2 separate regions of the Mus musculus genome follow, and region 2 is linked to region 1. The links are chromatin contacts, called in public ChIA-PET maps. All regions are on one chromosome and are shown on one strand. The core of a region is the stretch at or near the end of the contact, and the rest is flanking DNA. Distances in the headings are between cores, read along the strand shown.

The links. ChIA-PET counts read pairs in DNA pulled down with a chosen protein or histone mark.
Region 2: an RNA polymerase II ChIA-PET map of effector CD8 T cells shows a contact between it and region 1, with 14 read pairs. The contact joins the enhancer-like site here to the promoter of Rnf11 in region 1. A contact is called at or near these places in 3 of 39 promoter capture datasets (the C10 cell line, pre-B cells and stem cell-derived epiblast-like cells), 5 of 115 datasets of contacts at active chromatin or transcription factors (the NIH/3T3 cell line, bone marrow-derived macrophages, effector CD8 T cells and 2 more) and 2 of 9 other capture datasets (adipose tissue and liver).

The regions. Positions count from the first base shown.
Region 1 is chr4:109,475,042-109,477,859 of GRCm38.p6, reverse strand. Rnf11 (ring finger protein 11) reads left to right here and starts at 1,355. Exons shown (of 3, transcript NM_013876.3): 1 at 1,355-1,750. The coding sequence starts at 1,628.
Region 2 is chr4:109,759,389-109,762,088 of GRCm38.p6, reverse strand. All of the region lies in intron 7 of Faf1 (Fas-associated factor 1), which reads right to left. Among named protein-coding and RNA genes, the nearest start is that of Faf1, 84 kb to the right of the region's middle. Within about 2 kb of position 1,323, at least 53 of the 459 cell types and tissues checked have an H3K27ac peak or open chromatin away from gene starts, as enhancers often do. A contact at or near this core is called in bone marrow-derived macrophages, effector CD8 T cells, liver and 2 more, where this site is marked.

The sequences.
Region 1 (2,818 bases), core at 106-2,605:
TTCTTGTTCTTCCCTTTGCATATGCTGTTTGAGCATTTGTTCATTCAGCCAAGGAAAGACTCTACTACCTTAGGCAACATGCCAGGCCTTACACAGGGAAGGGACAGAGAACTCAGCTTGATCAACCTGACAGAAAGGCCCTGACTGGGAACTCTGAGTAGGTGACTAACCCAGACTGGAGAAGCAGAAAAAGATTTTCAAGGGAAATGAAATGGAGTCCACGAAGGACTGGTGAGGATAATGATTAGCCCAGCGAGAGGTAAGAGGTCAGGAATACTGTCTGTCTGTGGAAATCTCAGCCAGCGAGAACAGTCTTTGAGAGGACTAGAAGCACTTTGGCCATTTTGGGATTTAGAATTTATAAAAGAGGGGCAGTATTTTGAATGAGATTAGAGATTTCTTCTTTCCGTTTTTTTTTTTTTTCCCGTTTCGTTTTGTTTTGTTTTTCGAGACAGGGTTTCTATGTGTATCCCTGGCTGTCCTGGAACTCACTCTGTAGACCAGGCTAGCCTCGAACTCAGAAATCTGCCTGCCTCTGCCTCCCAAGTGCTGGGATTAAAGGTGTGCGCCACTACTGCTCGGCAAGAGATTTCTTAAGATTATTCTGTGGGTAGTATTGGGAAGGCATATATATATATATGCCTTCCCAATACATATATATATATCCTCAATCATTCAAAGGGTATGGAGGTAGGGGACAATGATGAACACAGAGAGACTGAGAATCAACGGCAAATGTTAGTTTGAGAGGCTTGAATTAGGGAGGTGGGATTGGGAAGAAATGGGCAATCCGATAATCTCATGGCTGTGATGTTGGGAGGGTAGGGCGTGTTCATCACATGAGTTTGGACTTTATTCTTAAAGGATAAAGGAGAAGGAAGCTAAACACCTCAGCTATCTGCCTGGTCCATTCAGATCCGTGCTTACAGACATCAACCCGGCAGACAGCGTGAACAGTCTGAGGACACCGCGCAGGTAAGGTAAGGTAAGTCCGCAAGCTGGCTGCAGCCGGGACATACAGGGGGCGCCGGAGGCAGATGGTCGGGAGACCAACAGCCACACAGCCTGGACCTTAAACTCAGAGCCCAGCCACGCAGTCCAGGAGTCGGACGCGCGCGCCCGGGGCGGGGCCGGAGCACGCACGGCGGCATGACGTAGGCCTGGCCAGCCTCGTTCTGGCCACCGCCGCCGCGCCGAGGCGGAGTAGGATGAGGCCCCGGGCCGCGGCTCCAGCGTCGGCAGGGGCAACAGCAGCTGAGGCAGCAGCTGAGGCAACCGAGACGGCCGCGCCCCCCCCTCCTGACCTGGATTAGGCCCAGCAGCCCGTGGCCGCCGCCGCCCCGCGGGGGGCGGGGTGGGGAAGCGCTCAGTCTTCCCGCCCCCGCCCCCCTCAGGTTCCAGACGCGACCCCGGCGCAGCCCGCGGCCTAGCCTCGCGCCCCCTGTCCCGGGGGCTGGCATGAGCGGCCCCTCGGTGGCGCCGGGGCGCGGGGGAGCCGCCGCCTGAGCCCCGGGCCTGCCGCCTTGGACCCCGCGGCGCCGAGCGAGCTCACCGCCGAGCGTGCGAGAGACCGGGTCACAGCTTTCTTCCTCCCGCAGATCTCAAGCATACACCCCAGCCCCGGAAGATGGGGAACTGCCTCAAATCCCCGACTTCGGATGACATCTCCCTGCTTCACGAGTCTCAGTCCGACCGGGCTAGCTTTGGCGAGGGGACGGAGCCAGATCAGGAGCCGCCGCCGCCATATCAGGTAGGGAGGGTGTGTGTCGGCGTGCGAGAGGAGGCGGCTCGGGCCCTCTGCCCTTGGCCTCCACGGCCTAGACCGGGGGTGGGTGGGGGGGGGGTGGCGTTGACCCCTTCAGGGCTGGCCTTGAGGGTGTCTGCTGCCCGGTTCCCAAATGGAAAAGGGTCCTTCTGGGCATCCCCTTGGGCACGGGTTGAGGACGGTCTTCTGTCCTTGAGTTCAGGAATCGAGTGTGTGATCTTATCCCCTTCGGTGCCTAGTAGTTTAGCTTGTGGAGTTGAGGATGACATGGTTTTCCTGCCTTTATGTCTGAGTTGTGTGATTTCCTCATCAGACTGCCAAGAGGATTACGGGTTTTGCGTAGCTTGTCACCCCCTCCCCCCTTATATTTGTGTTTTCGTTTATGATCCTCCCCACTCTTTTGTTAATTGGCTCTGGTAGAATGTCTTTTTTACCATCTACTTGGGAGGTAGAATTCCAAGTGGCGATTTTGGCCTCAGCTTCATAAAGAGTTACTTGTTTATATATACATATGTGGTAATTTTAAGCTCCACCCCTGTGACACATCTTTTAAATAAGTTGGCTTAATTAAAATTTGATTATCTTGAACTTGAGAGACCTTTCAACCTGACTTGGGAAATGCCATCTGTTACTTAAAGTCCTCTTTATCAAAGACTCCTGAATGGGTCTTTCTAAATGATACATTGAGTAAACTTCTCAGGTGGGCTTTAATACAGTTCTTTAATATTTTCCTGAAGAGAGTTTAGTTTTCTAACTGTGCAGTCTCCTTTGATTTTATGTGGTGACATCATTATCTAGTGTAGTGTTTTCTCAATCCTGTGTAAACCAGTTTCTCATCACGTGGCAAAAAATTGATCATATGAGCTGATTTTCTGACCCCCTCATGTTAGTCAAGTCCCATCTTTACGATAGCCTGGCAAAAGCCTCTATTTTAACCAAACCAGGCTGTTGATAGTTTTGTCTTTGCTCCAGGTGATCTTTATGCTAAGAGCCCTTCCCCCAAGGTTGCCCAGGTGAACATTTAATCCTCTTTAAGGACTCAGCTCAAGTATC
Region 2 (2,700 bases), core at 74-2,573, 280 kb before region 1:
AGTAAGCACACAACTTAATTTACCCTCTTGCATATGAACATTCTCAGCTACCTCACTCTTTCTTCAATTCTTTGCCAGTAGCTCCCCACCCCATAGTGGAAAACAAACAACCCCCTCACCCATCCCCCCCCCCAGAAAAGGCACCTAATACTTCAAAACATTTAAAGAAAGGACACAACAGTTAAGTTATAATCTATTTGCTAATAGAAAGTGCTCGCTAATATAACTTGTGAAGAACTACAAATTTCAAAACAGTTACTGGCCACAAGCCTTAGCTTACAGTCCAAAGCACACATTAGTTAAGATGAGAAAGCACCAAGAACAGACCAAACACACACAAAAATAGCACAAGGTTTAAATTTCAGAATCAAAATTAACATCCTAATTTTGCAATTATTTTTAAGAATTGGTATGATTTCCTTAGACACCAATTCTAGCACAATTGGTCTCCCACTTAATCATCAGTTTGTCTATATAACATGGCACTAGTAGTGAAATGTGCTACTTGCTCCCTGTACGATATGGCTTCATGGGCTGTCAATTTTCCCCATTCATTCCCATTAAGAACTAAATCAACATTAATAAGAATAGTGAGAATTCTAGGGTAAAGTGAAACTTAGAAGAGGATTTAAATAATTCCAATAGCTATTCATTGCACTTCTCACTGTAATAGATAAGTAATACTCCATGATTCTGCACTAAAAATACTTAAGATTTCTTATCTTTGTTTTTCAGATCAGGTGTATGCTTCTTAAGTTTATATGACATCTACAAAAACGTAGAAATTTGCCTAACAGAAGCTTTTGCAATAATAAGGCAGACAACAAAGAATCAGTTTCCAAGAAAAGTTGGCTTGATTTCAGGGACTTTATATCCTTTTCCACACCTGGGCTAAGGATTTGCAGAGGCAAATCAGCCTTTCTTCCCTTGTGTTAGCCCACCCCAAGTGCATTTGAAACCACAGATTTTTAAATTATTAGAATCTTTACAATTAATTGTTTAAAACCTGTGAACTCTCAAGAGTAGAAAACTGATTAAAATAAGATAGGCTTGTTTAAATTTTGAAGGAATTTGAGTATTTTAAAGTGTGATTAATACTAATTTAGAGTGCAAATTGGTAGAAAGTTGGGGTTGTCATAATGTTATTACAATATTACTCGATAATTTTCTGATGTATAGTGTTATCGTGAAAGAATAAGGATTTTACTTCTTATAACTACTTGCAACTATCTCCATTTTAACCATCTCTAGAGGTTACTGACTCTCCTCACATAGAATATGTAAGTTGAAAAATCTGTAGCGAGCTTAAAACAAGAATGAAATCAAAACCAAAACCTAGTACCCAAAGGGAAACAGTCCCTTGTTGTAAAGCAGCAGGCTCAGAGCCGGATGAGCCAACACTTGCAGGAACACCAGCCTCACCACTAATTTCCTGACCACATGCTACTGAAAATATATTTGAAATTCTAACTATATCTTAGCAGTAGTCTAGAAATCAGTACTTTCAAAGGTTTATTTTGTTCAATTAATAGTTACAAGCGGTGCTAATTTCAGTCTTACTCACTTCATAGTTATCTGAGTAAAAAATACTGTAAAAGCTTTTAAAAATTCAAGACTTTCAAAGCATTAAGAATGTTTTACCTAGAAAATGAAAATAATTTATGCATTATTTATTGATGAGATGTTTTTAATCTACTCCTTTAAGCTGTGTGTGTGTGTGTGTGTGTGTGTGTGTGTGTGTGTGTGTGTCTGTGTGTCTGTGTGTTAGTGACTACAATTTATTTTGGGGCTTACTACTGAAAGAAGATTGCTAAAACTGATGATGGATAAATTTACAATTTAGAATCTAGAACATCAATAAGCTTCCACATTAAAAACAAAAATACTAGTATTAACACAGAACTACAAATTGTTTCAAAATTGTACACTTCTCTTAGTGCAATTAAACTGACTTACAGTAGCTTAGCAAGAAAAAGGCACTGAGTTGCCAGGCTGTCCACAGGAGCACCTTTCCTTCCTGAAACCACCCTCTGCACTGGATCCCACTGGGCCAAGGAAAAGCCAGGGAACTATGCTCAGCCAGTCGCTCCACAGCCGTCATCAAAGTTACACAAGATAAATAAAGCAGTCCATGTGGAACTGTCTACTCACAGTACAACAATTTTCACTAGACACAATATTTTTTTCTTAATAACAAGAATTTAGAAACATTTTAAATTAATTTTTAAAATTAAACAGGAAAGAAAAGCTATTACCAAGAAATACACAGGAATATGTCATTTAAAAGACGCTCCTCAAGCACTTTCCACAAGATATTTAGAAATGATAAGGAACAGATTTCAATGTTTTGAAGTCCTTGACACTTAAAATATATTTGATAATCTAAATAATATACCAGAGAACAGTTTCTGCCAACTGTGGCACGCAATGGCACATTTACAGAATTTTAAATATTTCTTTTAATAATTGATGTAGTCATTTTGAATCATTCTGCATAGGATATCAGGTGTGAGCAGATTGCATTAACATTGCTTAAACATTTCAACTTGTCAGTATGGCCAACTCGATTTCGGAAATATTTGCAGTATTTTCCCATCGAAACAGTAATAAAGGCAAAATAAATATATGCCACTACTTTATAATCACCGAACATTAATGAATATTTTATGTCTTTTTAAATCTCCCTGTTTAATTTAAAAG